2 separate regions of the Mus musculus genome follow, and region 1 is linked to region 2. A link is a contact called in public HiChIP or PLAC-seq data. All regions are on one chromosome and are shown on one strand. The core of a region is the stretch at or near the end of the contact, and the rest is flanking DNA. Distances in the headings are between cores, read along the strand shown. Region 1 holds the start of Anxa11 (annexin A11). Region 2 has its middle 12 kb from the start of Zcchc24.

What was found. HiChIP or PLAC-seq counts read pairs in DNA pulled down with a chosen protein or histone mark.
Region 1: a contact with region 2 is called in a BATF HiChIP or PLAC-seq map of CD8 T cells, with 12 read pairs. The contact joins the promoter of Anxa11 here to the enhancer-like site in region 2. A contact is called at or near these places in 2 of 15 datasets of contacts at CTCF or cohesin (CD8 T cells and the NIH/3T3 cell line), 1 of 484 Hi-C or Micro-C datasets (nephron progenitors), 7 of 115 datasets of contacts at active chromatin or transcription factors (CD8 T cells, the SCID.adh cell line, effector CD8 T cells and 2 more) and 3 of 9 other capture datasets (adipose tissue, liver and pancreatic islet).

The regions. Positions count from the first base shown.
Region 1 is chr14:25,840,603-25,844,184 of GRCm38.p6, reverse strand. Anxa11 (annexin A11) reads right to left here and starts at 2,030. Exons shown (of 15, transcript NM_013469.2): 1 at 1,890-2,030.
Region 2 is chr14:25,779,347-25,783,105 of GRCm38.p6, reverse strand. No RefSeq gene overlaps it. Among named protein-coding and RNA genes, the nearest start is that of Zcchc24, 12 kb to the right of the region's middle. Within about 2 kb of position 2,370, at least 67 of the 459 cell types and tissues checked have an H3K27ac peak or open chromatin away from gene starts, as enhancers often do. A contact at or near this core is called in CD8 T cells, effector CD8 T cells, memory CD8 T cells and 1 more, where this site is marked.

The DNA.
Region 1 (3,582 bases), core at 781-3,280, 61 kb before region 2:
AGAGAGAGAGACTGTCTCAGAAAAGAAAAAAGAAAAAAAGAAAAACAACTCAAGAGGCTGGAGTGATGGCTCAGCAGTTAAGAGCACTTGTAGCCCCATGGCAGTTCACAACTCCGGTTCAAGGGTATCCAATGCCCTCTTTGTCTTACAAGGGCACCAGCTACCCACATGGTACACAGACATACATGAAGACAAAAACACTTATAAATACAAAATGAAATTTGTTTAAAAATTGTAAAAATAAGCCTGGTGTAGTGGGATACAACTTTGATCCCAGCCCTCAGGAAGCATAGACAATCAAATCTTTGAGTTCAAGGCCAACAGAGTCTATAGAGTGAGTTCCAGAACAGTCAGGGCGACACACAAAAAAACAAACAAGAAAGGTAAAACTAGATTAACCATAGGACAGGAAAGCTCTCTCCGTGGATAAGAGTGAATACTGCTCTTGATGAGGACCAGATTTCAGACTCAGGACGTTCACAACTTGTAACTTCAGCTCCAGCGGAACTGAATATACACACACTTAACTAAAAATAATATAAATGCTTTTTTAAAAATATTAACTTGCTGGCCGGTGGCACAAACCTTTAATCCCAGCACTCAGGAGGCAGAGGTCTGTATGAGTCTTGATATTGAAGTTTGGGACCAGACTGGTCTACAAAGCAAGTTCCAGGCCAGCCAATGCTAAATTGGTAGACCTTGTTTCAAAAGCAAGCAAACAAACAAACAACAACAACCCCCACCCCAAATTAACAAGACAACAAATTAACTCACACAATCCTCACAGTGAGTCTATGAAATAAGAATTATAATTACCCTCATTTTACAGTGCAGAAATTAATGAGGTATCAGGAAGGGATGGAGGAATCCGAAGTGGACACCTGTCTTAGAGCAACAGACTGTGTGGGTGAGCTCACCTTGCTTCCCCAGCTAGAGAATCCCGAGAACAGACAAAGCCTTGGGGGAACAGCCCTGTTAATCCTCCAGGAATTCCCAACAACTGACGGAAGCAAGAAAATAATGAAGGAGAATAATGGGAGCAGGCTGAGGGTGAGCAAGACACCTGGCCCTTCCCCGCAAGGATCTGGGTCCAAGTCTAGTCATCCTTTCGACAATGACACACACCGCCATCAACAAAGTTGAACAGCCCAACCCAGGGCCGCATTTGTAGCTTTCTTCCGCAATAAGGCAGCCTCGGGGCAAGGCAGCCTCGGAGCAAGCAGGGAGCAAGCTAGTTGAATCCTGTAAAGGGATCAGACAGGTAGGCTGACACTCTAGGTGTAGGGTCTGGGAAACCCAATCTCCAAGGACGCCCACTGATTAGCCGGCGGGGAGAAAAATCTCTAAAGAGAATGTGCCCAGCATGAGTTTAGCTATTCTCCCCCAGATTTGTTTGACACCTTGTACGCCTTTAGGAGACTGGCCTGAGCCCACGGGACGTCCGGGTTGCCAAGCTCAAGCAAGCGTTCTTGAAGACTCTGGAACGAGAAGCGGGGGCAGGGGCAGAGGGATCCTAGCTGGATACGCGGTAAGGAAGACAGGCAGGCAACACGGCATCTGGCACAATCGTGCATTCTCTGGACCGCTTAGGAGCCTGCCTTATATAAACCCAGGGTGGCAGGTCCAGGAACCCGCGCCCTGCAGTTCCGGAGCAAAGTTCCCAAAGACAGCTTTCTCGGCCCGCTGGGCTCCGCTCAAGCTTCTCCCGGAAGCGCACTGAGGTAAGACCTCAGTCACCCCCAAGTTCGCACACCCTGGGACCCTGCGGTCCCAGGCTCACCTGCCCTGACCCCGTTCAACTCCGGGCCTTGTCCTCGGGGGAACATTGCACCCCACGCCACGCGCGAATACCCCTCATGCGGAAGCCGCCCGCCGGGACCCTCACGCACCTGGCACCAGGGACCGGGACACTGAGCTCGGATAGCAACTCCTTCCTACTCCCGCTTTCCTGGATCCTAACCCGAGAGTGTCTGCGCACGGTCGAAGGAGGAGCCGGCAAGGCGGAAAACTCTCCGGGCGCGGCCGCGTTTGTCGCCCCGGGGCGGAGCCGCACGAGATGGGCGGAGCCTCTCTGGAGGGGCGGGGTGCGTGGGACCACGCCCACAGGTGAGGGTTGCGCTTCAGTGGTAGCTTTGTAGGAAGCCCCGAGCTTTCCGGAGCAAAGCCGCTCTAGACCTCAGGATGAGAGGACATTCTCGCGGGTGTTTATTTTCAGGAGTTTGACAGCGAAAAAAAACTTAAAACAGTCACTGTGTACGGCAGGAGGAAACTTCACAATGGAAAAAATTACCACCTCAACCAGTGACCAGGGCCAACATCAGCAGTGGTAATTTATATTGATCTTCTGTCGTGTGGTGTCTTCCTCCTGGAGACACATGACCCCATAGTAATCGTGCAGAAATATCAGACAAGCCCCAATTGAGGAACTCAGGACTGTCCAAAACTCTCAAGGTTGTCAAAACAAGAGGAGTCTGAGAAGCTGTCACATGGAGATATGAAAACTAAGTAATGTGACATCTTGGATGGGATCCTGGGAAAAGGACACTAAGTTAAAAAAAACAATGACATCTGGACCATATATAGATTTAATAACAATGCATCAATATTGGTACATCTATTGTAGCAAAAATACTAATATGTTAATAACAGGAGAAGACCCACGTTGGTTGTTTATTTAGAAAAAGGTAGTATAGTGAGTATGATTGTGTAACATTTAAAAATAAAAATTAAGTCTCTTACTCTCCCCAGCTCACATTTAGGCACCTCCTTCCAGATGTTCAACACACTTCTACGTTTGTGTTGCTTGCTGTGCTTAAGCAAATGTATTTGTTTATAAAACAGGATTGCAGTATTTTTTTTTCCCCTCACTTTATATTCGAGTGTCCTTTCAACTGACGCCCCAGGACCAACCAGGTTCTTCGGAAGACTGCACAGGATCTCCCCCCACCCCTTACGGATTCTTCACTATCTAGCTCCCACCTGGGGTACACTTCTTTCATGGCCCACTTTTGATTTGCAAACAAGCCATTTGTCATTTGCATTTTAGGAGCCCAGTGGACTGTAAGAGCCGGAAGAAGCCTGGTTGGCAGGTGTGGTCTGCTTGCTCCAGCAGATCGGAATGAGCTAGCCTGCCAGGCTACTGCCTCACAGCGGGAAACTCAGGCTTAAGGTTTCAGAGTGAATGAATAAATAAATAAATAAATAAATAAATAAATAAATAGCAGAGGAACATGATTACTCCTAGGTATGGTGAAGGAGAAGGTTTATTGTAGAGAAAAAAGAGACATAGTCAAAGGCAGACACATCTGGGAGAATCCAGAATGGTCATGACCCAGAGCCTTGTGAGGAGAGTGGGGAGGGGAAAGGAGATGGGTGAGAGAGGAGAACCAGGTACAGCAGCTAGAAGCTAAAGGTACAAAATAAAGGGGGAGGGGTAACTAAAATCATTATATTATGTAGAGAAAAGCAGCCCTGTACCGTGGCCTGCAGAGTTGTGGGTAGAAGGCAGGTTATGCCAGCCACAGGCTGTAAGGTAAGGCAGGGTATGCCAGCCACAGGCTGTAAGGTAAGGCAGGGTATGCC
Region 2 (3,759 bases), core at 1,121-3,620:
TCCTATCAAGCTCAGGGCAATGCATTTGTTAGGGCGTGGGATCCTGCTCCAAGAGAAAAAGATAAAGGAAATGTGGCACTTGCACTAGGTGCCCAGTGCTTTGAACCCAGGCTCAGGAGGTAGAGTAGTCACTCAGGAGGACTCTGCTTAGCCCCTGGCCCCAGACAGGAAATTAGAACCTATCCCTATAGGAAGCTTGTTGCTGGAGGGTATTTCCAGATCACTGAAGAGCTTTTTCCAGGGCACAGGGCCCCAGAGCATACCAACTTCAGATTCCAGACCTTCCACCCTGAGAGGCTCACTGTGCGTCTGCATCTGGATAGTATTTCATAGCAAACTCAGCCCTGGTCTTTGCCTAGGCCAGCGTACCTGCATGAGTCTGAGGTAGAGTCCAAGCCTATCGTGTTGGATTGCCACTTAACTGAGGTGATGCAGAGAAAAAAAAAGTCTTATGCAACCGAGGTGACTGCAGCATTGTGGTGTGAGCACAGGAGGCAAGATGCATGCAGCAGCCAGGTGCTCCAGAGAAACAGCTGACAGGGCAGAAACCAAATGCAGACAGAGGAGGAGGGATAGGTAGTGCTCACCATTCTGGAGGCTGAGAAGTCACACGGCATGCCAGCAAGCCCAGGATGCCTCATGCTGCCTGAGACTCCACAGCTCTGCTTTGTCTTAATGCCATCATCTCTGCTTTAGGGACACAGCCAAATGGCCCCTATGTACCACCCAGCCACGAAGCAGCTCTTCTCTGCAAGCCCTGGCACCTCTTGCCTGGATGTGGGCAGTGGTCACTGCCCAGTGTGTATCCTTCCCTTGCCGGCTTTTAGGCTTGTTCAGATGGTGCCACTTCACTCAGGACCCACGGGGATCCCTCCAACCCACTCACAATGGGAGCTCCCATCTTTGCAGGGCCCCGTGAAGCTCTGCAATTCTCTCTCTCTCTCTCTCTCTCTCTCTCTCTCTCTCTCTCTCTCTCCCTCCCTCCCTCCCTCCCTTCCTCCCTCCTGTCCCCTACCCTTCACTGGCCTCCATGTCCCCTGGGTTCCTTGGCTCTTCTTTATGTTCCCTGGACATTTGAGACACGGTTCCACCTTGCAACCTTTGGCTTTCTGATTTCTGGCCATGGACCATCTTCCTCCTAATATTTCCAAACTGCGCCTTTCTTCACCTTTTTATTCAAGTCTTCATTTGTCAATTCTCAGAGAGGCTATTTCCAATGGCTTCATTAAAGCAATTCTTTTTTTTTTTTTTTTTTTTTTTTTGGTTTTTCGAGCAGGGTTTCTCTGTGTAGCCCTGGCTGTCCTGTAGACCAGGCTGGTCTCGAACTCAGAAATCTGTCTGTCTCTGCCTCCCAAGTGCTGGGATTAAAGGTGTGTGTCACCACTGCCTGGCTCATTAAAGCAATTCTTGACTTGACTTTTTCTTTTAGTTTGAGACAGTGATTCCTTATGTAGCCCAGGTAGGCCTTGCTTTTATTTTATTTTATTTTATTTTATTTTATTTTATTTCATTTTATTTTATTTTATTTCATTTCATTTCATTTCATTTCATTTTATTATTTTGAGAAAGGTTTTCTCTGTGTAGCCTTGGCTTCCAGGAGCTCACTCTGTAGACCAGGCTCTGAACTCAGAGATCTGCCTGCCTCTGCCTCTGCATCCTGAGTGCTGGGATTAAGCGTGTGTGCCATCACTCCTGGTTTGGGCCTTAAATTTGTGATCCACCTGCCTCAGACTCCCAAGAAGCTAAGATCAAGGCTCTTCTTCTTCCTCCCCTCCCCCCCTCCTCCTTTTCTTCCCTTGGAGACACGGTTTCAGGTGCCACAGGCTTGCCTCAAGCTCACTATGCTGCTGAGGATGACCTGGAACTGCTTATCCTTCTGTCTTCCTCAAGTGTTACAGGCCTGTACCACGGTGCCTGGATTCTGGAGGTTGAGTCGAGGGCTTTATGGATGCTGGCCCAGGATCCCACCAGCTAAGCTGTAGGCTCAACCCCCCCACCTGGACTTTTCTATCCCACTTTCTTGCTTTGCTACTCTTGATTTTTCTTAATCTAATCTCTCTTCTTTATCCTTTGATACGTTCATACATGCAATCAAGGAATGCCAATCATATCCATCCCAGCCCCTCCCCTCCCCGTACTCTGAACATGTCCCCCTCCCGGCTTCATGGCTCTTATTTTTGTTTTTAAATGACACACCAAATTCATTTCTCCTTTTTGCTTTCTTTTTTAACAGCACACGGAGGTCAGTCAGGGCTGCCTGTCAGAACGTTGACTAATCTTGTTGGCTTGATCTCGGTGGGTAGCCATAGCAGCGGTAAGCTCATGTGTGTAATGACTAGATCATGTCCGGAAGACAGCATTTTACAGCTCTTACACACTCTCCCCCCTCTCTTCCCCGCTGCTTCCTGGGTCTTGGGGGCAGGGTTGGTAGAGAGGTCCCATTTAGCGCTGAAAGCACGCAATAGTCACTGCTTTTAGCACTTTGGCCACTTATGGCTCTCTGCGCTTGTTGCTGATCACGGAAGAGAGAAGGTATTTTTGGTTTGAGGTTGAGTGTAACTTTAATTTTTTTCCAAATCCTACTTTTAATGATGGCTCTTAAACACTTCAACCTTCCTTTCAGCTCACCACCCACCAGAGGAGTGGAGAAAAAAGGGTACAGGGATAGTGACCTGTTTTGAAAGGGATCTTTGGAGCAAATCCCATCTGCATTGTCAGGAAATCAACAGTTCAGTTCACAGGAGTCATCACTGGCAGATCCATCCACTCACAAACACTTTATCCAGTTCAGTAGAGCCAGGCTAGCAGCAGTGGTGGCATTACCTAGCAGAACAGCAGGCTTCCGCCTCGGCACAAGTCAGCAGGAGGGACCAGGGCCAACAGGAATGCCAGGAAAAGTTCTCAGCTGTGCCTCTCTCAGCGAAGAGATGATCAGGAAGGCCTGAGATCCACAAGCGTCGCACAGCTAGCTCTATAAGCAAGCCAAGCTCAGTCCCTGTCACTGTCTGTTGGGTCCTTTCTATACACCTCCAAACATCACATGTTCTCCACGGGTCTGGCCTCAGCACGTGGGTCTCTCTTAGCTGACATCACTCTGCCAATCAGCCTGAGACCTTGGAAGCAGCAAGAAACTGCAGCACACCACCAGAAGGTTTTTGGTGCATTCCAATACATTCATGTCATTAGCAAAGAACCCTTCACCACATGTCCTTCCTTCCTTCCTTCCTTCCTTCCTTCCTTCCTTCCTTCCTTCCTTTCTTTCTTTTTTTTTTTTTTTTTTTCGAGACAGGGTTTCTCTGTGTAGCCCTGGCTGTCCTGGAACTCACTCTGTAGACCAGGCTGGCCTTGAACTTAGAAATCCACCTGCCTCTGCCTCCCGAGTGCTGGGATTAAAGGCGAGCGCCACCATGCCCGGCCACATGTCGTTTCACGTGCTTGCTTTAGCAGAACATCCTTTCACCTGTGTCTGCCCCAGCAAAACCCCATCCAACACAACTGACTTTACAAAGACATTTAAGTTTCCACTTTAGTTGAGGCCAGCACTATCTATCTATCTATCTATCTATCTATCTATCTATCTATCTATCTATCTATCTATCTATCATCTATCCCTTCCTATGTATGTATGTATGTATGTATGTATGTATGTATCAATCATTTATCTTTCTATCTATCCATTCATATCTATTTACCTATCCACCTCTACCTACCAATCTATCTATCTATGCATCCATCCATATACCCATCCATCCGTCGATA